3 separate regions of the Danio rerio genome follow, and all the other regions are linked to region 3. A link is a contact called in public Hi-C and HiChIP or PLAC-seq data. All regions are on one chromosome and are shown on one strand. The core of a region is the stretch at or near the end of the contact, and the rest is flanking DNA. Distances in the headings are between cores, read along the strand shown.

The links. Hi-C and Micro-C count contacts between places; a contact is called where the count stands out from the background. HiChIP or PLAC-seq counts read pairs in DNA pulled down with a chosen protein or histone mark.
Region 1: a contact with region 3 is called in a Hi-C map of hematopoietic stem cells, with 3 times the contacts expected there. The contact joins the promoter of cox15 here to the promoter of wu:fc17b08 in region 3. A contact is called at or near these places in 3 of 18 Hi-C or Micro-C datasets (caudal fin, hematopoietic stem cells and an unstated tissue) and 1 of 4 datasets of contacts at active chromatin or transcription factors (embryo).
Region 2: an H3K4me3 HiChIP or PLAC-seq map of embryo shows a contact between it and region 3, with 2.2 times the contacts expected there. The contact joins the promoter of cutc here to the promoter of wu:fc17b08 in region 3. A contact is called at or near these places in 2 of 4 datasets of contacts at active chromatin or transcription factors (embryo and gastrula embryo).

The regions. Positions count from the first base shown.
Region 1 is chr13:612,011-615,136 of GRCz12tu, reverse strand. It overlaps cox15 (cytochrome c oxidase assembly homolog 15 (yeast)), which reads right to left and starts at 1,443. Exons shown (of 9, transcript NM_201206.2): 1 at 1,245-1,443. The coding sequence starts at 1,307.
Region 2 is chr13:564,630-567,804 of GRCz12tu, reverse strand. cutc (cutC copper transporter homolog (E. coli)) reads right to left here and starts at 1,703. Exons shown (of 9, transcript NM_001006046.1): 1 at 1,667-1,703; 2 at 565-634; 3 at 322-381; 4 at 1-36. The coding sequence starts at 634.
Region 3 is chr13:425,748-428,869 of GRCz12tu, reverse strand. wu:fc17b08 reads right to left here and starts at 1,864. Exons shown (of 7, transcript XM_678958.10): 1 at 1,750-1,864. The coding sequence starts at 1,846. It overlaps nvl (nuclear VCP like), which reads left to right and starts at 3,094. Exons shown (of 23, transcript NM_213484.1): 1 at 3,094-3,122.

The DNA.
Region 1 (3,126 bases), core at 194-2,693, 190 kb before region 3:
ACCCAAACGAGGGGACCGTAACAATATACAATAATAATAACATAACTTTGAAGCAAAATGTGTTGATTAACCTCATGATAATATATGGGATGTATCATGTACACAAACAAATATAGTCCAATGAGAAGCCTAATAGTTATTTGTTAAAATTGATGCTAAGCAGGGCGAAGCGGTGGCACAGTAGGTAGGCAAGAAGGTCGCTTGGTCGCTGGTTCGAGCCTCAGCTCAGTTGGCGTTTCTGTGTGGAGTTTGCATGTTCTCCCTGTGTTCGCGTGGGTTTTCCCCACAGTCCAAAGACATGCGGTACAGGTCAATTGGGAAGTTGTCTGTAGTGTATGAATGTGAATGTGTGTGTGGATGTTTCCCAGAGATGGGTTGCAGCTGGAAGGGCATCCACTCCGTAAAAACTTGCAGGATAAGTTGGAGGTTCATTCCGCTGTGGCGACCCCAGATTAATAAAGGGACTAAGCCAACAAGAAAATGAATGAATGAATGAATGATCCTAAGCATAATTATATCGAAATCCCCAAAAAGCTATAAGGATGTATGCAAATTTGGAATCTTTTACATATGTGAATTTATTGTAATTTTTATAATATATATATTATATATATTTATTTATTTTTAGTTTTTTATTCTCTACTGATTTGTTCCTTTGATGTGAAAAAATTGTAAGCATGGAAACGCTATTCCTTTTTTTGTATGCTATAGTTCTTGTTATGCAACAAATAAATAAATAAATAAATAAATAAATAAATAAATAAATAAACTGCAAACTTTGGATGTTTAAATCATGTTTAAATCTTCTAAATGTAATTTAAATCACTCTTTTGGCGACACTAGACTATAGCTATCCTTAACACTAACACATTGATACTAACATCTAAACAACTTTATTTTAATATCACGAGGCCATTAATAATGATGATAATAAAGGTGTAGTGTATGACTGATATAGCTAATAGAACTATAGGACGTTTCTAACAGTCAACAGTAGTTTAAAAACGTAGTATAAGTAAATATATTCATCAAGACAAGGTCAAGTTGACATGTTTACTCCATTATGAACTGCATTATAAACCCGTGACATGAGTTCAGCCGTCATACACACTCTACATTCATATTTCCAGACACTGATGTGGGTGTGTGCTGCTGGACATTAATGTATAATTGTGTTATTATAATTATTATGTTTAATTAATTCAGCGGTTTGTGACTGTACGGATGTCAGTGTGTGTTTGTACCTGTATCTGCTGTAAGTTTCTCGCCGCCTGACAGCGACACATGGCCAGCCTGAGCAGCATCATGATCCCGTGCTCACAGATACACCAGCGCTGTTATTTACTGGAAAATAATATATTACAAAACCTGTCATGTAACCAACATGCCCAGCCTCCCGCACACTCTTCTTCGTTTCCACTTCTTCTTCTGTGGTTTTCTTTGGCCGTAGTCAGAATTTTTAGCGCCCCCTAGTATACACGCAGCACAGAGATGATCCTGCTGTACGTTCCACCAGCAGCCTGAACCGCTGATACAAGGCAGGATGATCCATGCTTTCATGTTGTTGAGGCCAAATTGTGAGTCGAGCATCCGAATGTGTGAGCAGAAATGGAGACTCATCAGAGCAGCAACGTTTCTCCAATCTTCTATTGTCCAGTTTTGGTGAGTCTGTGTGAATTGTAGCCTCAGTTTCCTGTTCTTAGCTGACAGGAGCGGCACCCGGTGTGCTCTTCTGCTGCTGTAGCCCATCCGCCTCGAGGTTGGACGTGTTGTGTGTTCAGAGATGCTCTTCTGCAGAGCTCGGTTGTAACGAGTGCTTATTTGAGTTACTGTTGCCTTTCTATCAGCTGGAACCAGTCTGGCCATTCTCCTCTGACCTCTGGCCTCATCAACAAGACATTTGCACCCACAGAACTGCCGCTCACTGGATATTTCCTCTTTGTCGGAGCATTCTCTGTAAACCCTAGAGATGGTTGTGCGTGAAAATCCCAGTAGATCAGCAGTTTCTGAAATACTCAGAGCAGCCCGTCTGGCAGCAACAACCATGCCACGTTCAAAGTCTACTAAATCCCCTTTCTTCCTCATTCTGATGCTCGCTTTGAATTGCAGCAGATCCTCTTGACCATGTCTACATGCCTAAATGCAGTGAGCTGCTGCCATGTGATTGGCTGATTAGAAATTTGAGTTAACGAGCAGTTGGAGAGGTGTACCTAATGAAGTGGCCGTTGAGTGTATAAAGATCATTCTTTATGACTCTTTTCTAAAGTAATTCTTGAAGCTTTTAGGTTAGCATAGCTTCCTAAATATAATAGAATTATTTTAAAAAATAATAAATATAAGATTTTTTATACAGAAAATAAATGTAAAAATTATAAGACAATAATTATAAGCATTAGAGGGTCAGTTTTTTTGTCTAAGAATAGAAAGCAAAAAGGACACATGTTAAAAGTAATACACCCATGTGAAAATTTTCATTTATCTAGCTAGTGCAGATTGTTATTCTTAGATTAATTAACAATTTAACAATTAATCTGTTTTAGTAGTCTTCAATTGTCTGCTTCATCATTTGGATTATTCAGATGACATCATTTACAATATTCTTAGCCACGCCCCTATGACTGACATGAGGTAATGATGTGTTCAAGAAAGCCCCGCCCTCCTACTTAATATTCTATATTAATAGTTTGGAAAGGGTGTGGCTAAATATATTTCACCCAATCCATGAAGCTAACATCATCACAGAAACACTGCCGTTTCTTAATTATTTAATCACAATTTCATAGATAATTTAATATAAATAATAAGAACAATTCTCATTACTGTTTTTACATTTCTGCGAGAGTGTTGGGGTAGTTGCAGACGTTATTAAAATAGAATTAATGCGTAATTTAATAAGTAATATTAATAATACTCTGTATAATTACTGTCTTTACATCACTGTGAGGGTAACTTAAGGTTACGGTAGGTGTAGACATTAATACAATACAATTAATGGGAAATTTAGTAAATAATATTAATATATTTGTTATAATTACTGTTTTTACATCACTGTGAGGGTTTTGTTTGAGTTGGGGTGGTAATGAACATTAATAAAATAAAATTATTGGTTAGTTTAATAAATAATAT
Region 2 (3,175 bases), core at 454-2,953, 140 kb before region 3:
GGATCTCCACGTTCTCCTTCACCACCTGCAGCAGACCTGAAACACACACATGCACACACACACACACGCAAATAATAGGCCCAGCATGTCAGGGAGTTAGTGTGTGTGTGTGCTCACATATGTAAGTGTGTGCATGTGTGTGAGTGTGTATTTAATTGTGAGCATGAATGTATGTGTAAGCATGTGTGTGTACACGTGTGTGGGAGCGTGAGTGTGTTGGTGCATGTGTCTATGCATGTGTAAGTGTGTGCATATGCATGTGTGTGAGGGTGTGTATGCATGCATGAGTGTGTGTTTGTGTATGTGTGTGTGTGAGCTGACCTGTGCTTGGCGTCGTTCCTCCCTCCAGCAGATTACTGCACAACTCAATTCGAGCAGCACCTGAACACACACACACACACACAACATCTGCACACAACACTTACAAAACAATCAACACACACGTACTAAAAGTGCAAAGAGCTGCACTCTCAATCTGATTACACACTGCTGTTTCCATTGACTGCATAATAGAAGGTGTGTGTGTGTGTGTGTGTGTGTGTGTGTGTGTGTGTGTAACTGTACCTCCCCTTTCTGCATTTATGGCAGACTCAACTGAGTCCACACACACCTCCATCAGGAGCCCGTCTGACATCTGAAACACACACACACACACACACACACACACACACACACACATAATATTTTAATTCATTCTCCTTCAGCTTATTCATCAGGGGACACCACAGCGGAACGAACCGCCAACTATCCCGGCATACGTTTTACACAGTGGATGCCCTTCCAGCTGCAATCCAGTACTAGGAAACACCCATACGGCCAATTTAGTTCATCAACATCCCTATAGGTGTCGCCGTGGGTTTCCTCCGGGTGCTCCGGTTTCCCCCAGTCCAAACACATGCGCTATAGAATTGGGTAGGCTAAATTGTCCGTAGTAGTGTATGTGTGTGAATGAATGTGTATGGGTGTTTCCCAGTGATGAGTTGCAGGTGGAAGGGCATCTGCTCCGTAAAACATATGTTAAATAAGTTGGCGGTTCATTCCGCTGTGGCGGCCCCTGATGAATAAAGGGAAAGCCGAAAAGAAAATGAATGAATGAATTCCCCTATAGCGCATGTGTTTGGACTGTGGGGGAAACCGGAGCACACGGAGGAAACCCATGCCAACACGGGGAGAACATGCAAACTCCACACAGAATATAGTCATTTATAGTAAAATACCACAGTGTTTTCAGTAAAATACTTGAATGAATCTGTTGTGGTGATTCTAATTGCTATAATAACTAACTTACAGTAATATAAACAAATGAGCCAGTGCTGTAGCTTACACCACAGCACAGCTTAGTGTAGTAAACAACTAAAGTATACACTACAGTATTCATTGTCAGTTTACTAGTTCATACTACAGGTGTACATACTATAATATGTACAGTATATAAGATGTCATTATACTATGGTGGTTCATTAACACTACAGTATTTACTATAGATTACTATAGTATTACTGATGTGGGCACAGGAGTTTGGCAAAGTGTCCTAAAAAGCGAGCTCGCGGTGCCAGTAACTACTCCGGCTCCTGCAATGTCAGCTTTGTTACGCTTTTATTAATGACTTTTATTATAACAGTGTCTGTGTAACTACATAGATTTCTGTTTTCTCTCGTGTTTTTACCTCTGCTGAGAGTCCAGCGCCGGAAGCTGATCACTCTGACACTCTCGCGATATTTACACGCATGCACAAGCGTTTCACTCTGGGACTCTCGCGAGATTCAGTGGAGACGAGACTTGAGCGCATATACTGGACTGGAGTGTGTTCTTTCGTTACTGTACAGAAGTGTGTGTACTGTACACTACAGAGTGTGTTTACTGTGACCTCCAAAACATTTGACGAATATCGGAGAATTTTCGTGAGTGTGGAAAAAGGACTGTTTATTGCCAGAAGTAATAGTTCCCTACTGGAAAAAACAGCTTAAACCAGCCTAGGCTGGTTGGCTGGTTTTAGCTGGTCGACCAGGCTGGTTTTAGAGGTGTTTTGGCCATTTCCAGACTGGTTTCCAGCCATGACCAGCTAAAACCAGCTTGACCAGCCTAGCCTGGCTGGGAACCCAGCCAAAACCAGCTATGTCCAACTTAAACCAGGCTGGTCAATCTGGTTTTAGCTGGTCATTTTCCAGCCTGACCAGCTAAGACCAGGCTGGAAATGGCTGGAAACCAGCCTGGAAATGGCCAAAACACCTTTAAAACCAGCCTGGTCGACCAGCTAAAACCAGCCAACCGGCCTAGGCAGGTTTAAGCTGGATTTTTCAGTAGAGTTATTTAAAAAAATCCACATTCATTCACTTTCCTTCGGCTTACCGGTAGTTGCTTATTCATCAGGGGTCGCCACAGAGGAATGAACTGCCAAATATGTTTTACACAGCAGATAACCTTCCAGCTGCAACCAAGTACTGGGAAACACCCATACACACTCATTCTCACACACACACACTCTCATACACTAGTTGATCAGTTCCCCTATAGCGCATGTGTTTGGACTGTGGGGGAAACCGGAGCACCCGGAGGAAACCCACGCCAACACTGGGGAGAACATGCAAACTCCACACAGAAACACCAACTGACCCAGCCGAGACTCAAACCAGAGACCTTCTTGCTGTGAGGCCACAGTGCTAACCACTGAGCCACTGTGCCGTCCCCAAAATGACCCAATACTGTAGTATATATATATATATATATATATTTTTTTTTACAACTATAGGGTTAATTATACTACAACACACCACAGTTTACTGTAGTAAACACATAAAGTGTATTGATCAGTTCACTATAGTTATTACTACAGCATGCTGCAGCATTCAATAACAAAGAGTTGTTTGCATTTGCTTGAATATACAGTAGCCTCGCTATAATTCACAATACTATAGTGTGGCTCAAGAACAGTATAGTATTTACCATGGTATTTGTCGTGGGTATCATCACAGTGTAAATTATGTGTGTGATTTACACTTGTTCATGTGCTTTGTACGATTACCCACATGGCAAAATATCTCTGGCCCAGTTCTGGCCCACACAATCAGCTTTTGCTTGGCCCACATGCCGCAGTGAATTACGGTAGGGGTTCTCAAAGTGGGGGTCGGGACCCCTCGAGGGGTTGCGGGACAATGAAGGGGGGTTGCCTGGTGAT
Region 3 (3,122 bases), core at 615-3,114:
ACATTGGGAAAATTGTGTTTCTGCAAGCTGTCTTAATATTAACCAAGCAACTAAAGATAATGAAATCAATCAACACAGCTTTATTTGAATTATACAGTCAAGATTATATATATATATATATGTGTGTGTGTGTGTGTGTGTTTATAGTGTTATTTGATCATATTTTTCAGTTTATGTTACTAGAAACTGCAGTTAGATGCATGAAAAGTGCTGTTCATGTTCTCTCTGCTAGATTGGATTCTTGTTGTATTGTGTGCATGCATTTCTGATTCTGACTGTATTTTGCTTGTAGAGCTTTTATTTTATTTGACAGTGTTTTTTTTACTGATCCTAAAACCGGATTGAATCGGGAGAAGTCTATATTATTGCACACGTAGTAGTTAGTGAAACCTGTGCATGTAGTCTATGCCATCCAGTATGTCATTTCCCTTTCAACTTCAAAACCACTATGATTGAAACGTGACTTCCTCCTCCTGAGTTTTCAGAAACTGACACTAGCAGCTCTACGGATTCTCTCTCTGCTTTATGCTGTCATCATGTTTAGACACAGCCGGTCCTCTTGTCATACAGGACAGTTTCAGTCCACTGATTTATATTAATGGACAATGGAATGTTGGTTTGCAGCTTTCCACTGTGTCAGATGTGAGATGTTGTTGTGCTGATTGTAAAAGGCCTCAGTCCTCTGTCAGTCCGGCATCACAGTGCTTCAGTATTATTATTATTCCCTCCAGAACTGTCTTGAGCATCTGTCTCACGCCTCCAGAAGCCACTGCGTTCATTGTGTTTGGTCTTGGTGTTCTGAGGCGCAGCTCATTTATTAGAGGAGAATTGTGGCCAGAATTGCAGTGTTAATTTGGGCTTTACACAGAAAATAATGGAAAAACAAAAGCACTGTGGTTGTTTTTCCTCATGAAGCATGTTAAGTTAACAAACTGCTGTCATGTTTACTACAGTGAACTAATAAACAATAAGAAATATTGTAGTTTGTATTACAGTAACTGAACTGTGGGTGTATTTTAGTATAATATACACTACAGTGGTGTTAACTCCTGTATTGGGTCACTTGCTTCTATTACTATAGTACTGTAGAATCACAACACAGACATCAACTCAAATACTTAACTACAGTTCGGCTCAAAAACACTATAAATACGCCCTGCCTTACGCGTTTATTCTCATGTGTGCCCATCCCAAACCGTTTAAACAAACAAAAGCTTAAAAATATGTCTAATAAAGGCGTCAGACAGGATTATTATGTTAGAGAACAACCTTCTCTCTCCTCTTCACGTTGACAGCTCAATGCAGACTGACGTCATTTCAGACCGGTGATATCACAGTCGGCCAAAGTGAGACACTTCTCACTTTCTTTCATCCACTTTCACAATTATTCATCATCATCATCATCATCATCTGACTGTAGGCCGGCTGAACAAGAGCGCGCTTTAAAAACAATAACAACTTTCGGTCGATCGTGAGCGCGCACAGCCCGGCCAGTGCACAGAACTGAAGATTAATTACAAAACCTTGACGAAACATGGACCAAATTTACAACAGATGATCGTGTTTATGATCTGCTGTGATTGCTCTATTGCTAAAGATCAAATATTGAACGTGGTTTGGTCCGATCCTGTCGGTTAGCCTTATTAGCAAGTTAGCTACAGGTATTAGTGGCCAGATTTCAACGAAACTAACGTAAATAATCAGTAAAATCATTGAGCGGGTGTTGTGTGTAGAGTGCGCTGCTCTTACCCACACTGCGAATGAGTTTAGACCTCCAGCAATCCGAATCCTGGCGAACTGGAAACCTCTCGTTCGTGCAGAGCCGCTTGGTTGCCAAATTCGCCATTTTCTCCAGTGAGCAAGCGCAGGGGAGCGCGCACGCTCACTGATAGCATTGGCATGTGACGTCATGGCGCACGCTCCTTTTGTTTTTGCGGACTACACTGTCACCTGCTGTACGATGTGCTCAATGATTTACACTCACCGGCCACTTTATTAGGTACACCTTACTAGGGTCGGACCCTCTTTTGCCTTCAGAACTGCCTTAACCCTTCATGGCAGAGATTCAGCAAGCTACTGGAAATATTCCTCAGAGATTTTGCTCCATATTGTCATGATAGCATCACACAGTTGCTGCAGATTTGTCGGCTGCACATCCATGATGCCAATCTCCCGTTCCACCACATCCCAAAGCTGCTCTATTGGATTGAGCTCTGGTGACTGTGGAGGCCTGTCTATATATTGCTGAATGCAGTTGTATTTTCACGTTTTAGTTTTGTGATGTCATATTACCCAAACAGAAGTTTCATAGATTGAAAAACATGAGTAATAAATACATTTCTGTGTATTTAAATATGTCAAAAAACCCTTTTGTCATGCAGTTTTTTATTTATTTTTCTGTCTGATGCCCATGCATTTGTGTCACATTTCATATCTTGTATGATATTTTATAGACTTAAATGACATGAAATATAGTGTACACATATTTACACGTGAAACACGAAGAATAAAGATTTAGTTATGTTGCACATTTGAAAAAAGAAAAAAATATATACATTTCAATATATTGAGCAATGCATATGTTGCAGTTCTGGGTATTTATGTGCATAGTCACATTATGTTATTGTCATATTATTATGTAAGTGTCACTTTAATCATTCATTTATTTTCTTTAACACAGGGAGAACATGCAACGTGTCACCACCCTAAGTATGAATTATAATAGTTACTTATATATTAGATATATATAATAGATATATCATATTTTACATATAATAAAGCCTGAAATGATTCATACCCAAGCCAAATTCTGACTTGAAATTTAAATAACAGCCACAATGAGGACTTTTGTACATACTTTTTGGAGAAAGATAATGAATATTGTCTTTTTTTGGTAAAAAAAATAAAAAATAAAAAAATAACTTACTAGTTAAATAGAAGTTACTTAAAGTCAGATTTTTCCAGGGGTATGAATATTGTAAATATAACATTGTTTATTATTTGTGCAGTCTCCAGGCCGGCAGGGGTCGCGCGTGTGTTCTGCAGCGGGAGATCAGCGTGTGTTGTTCAGTTCAGCACATGTAGAGCAGCAGCGACATGCAACAGAGGAAAATATAAACGTG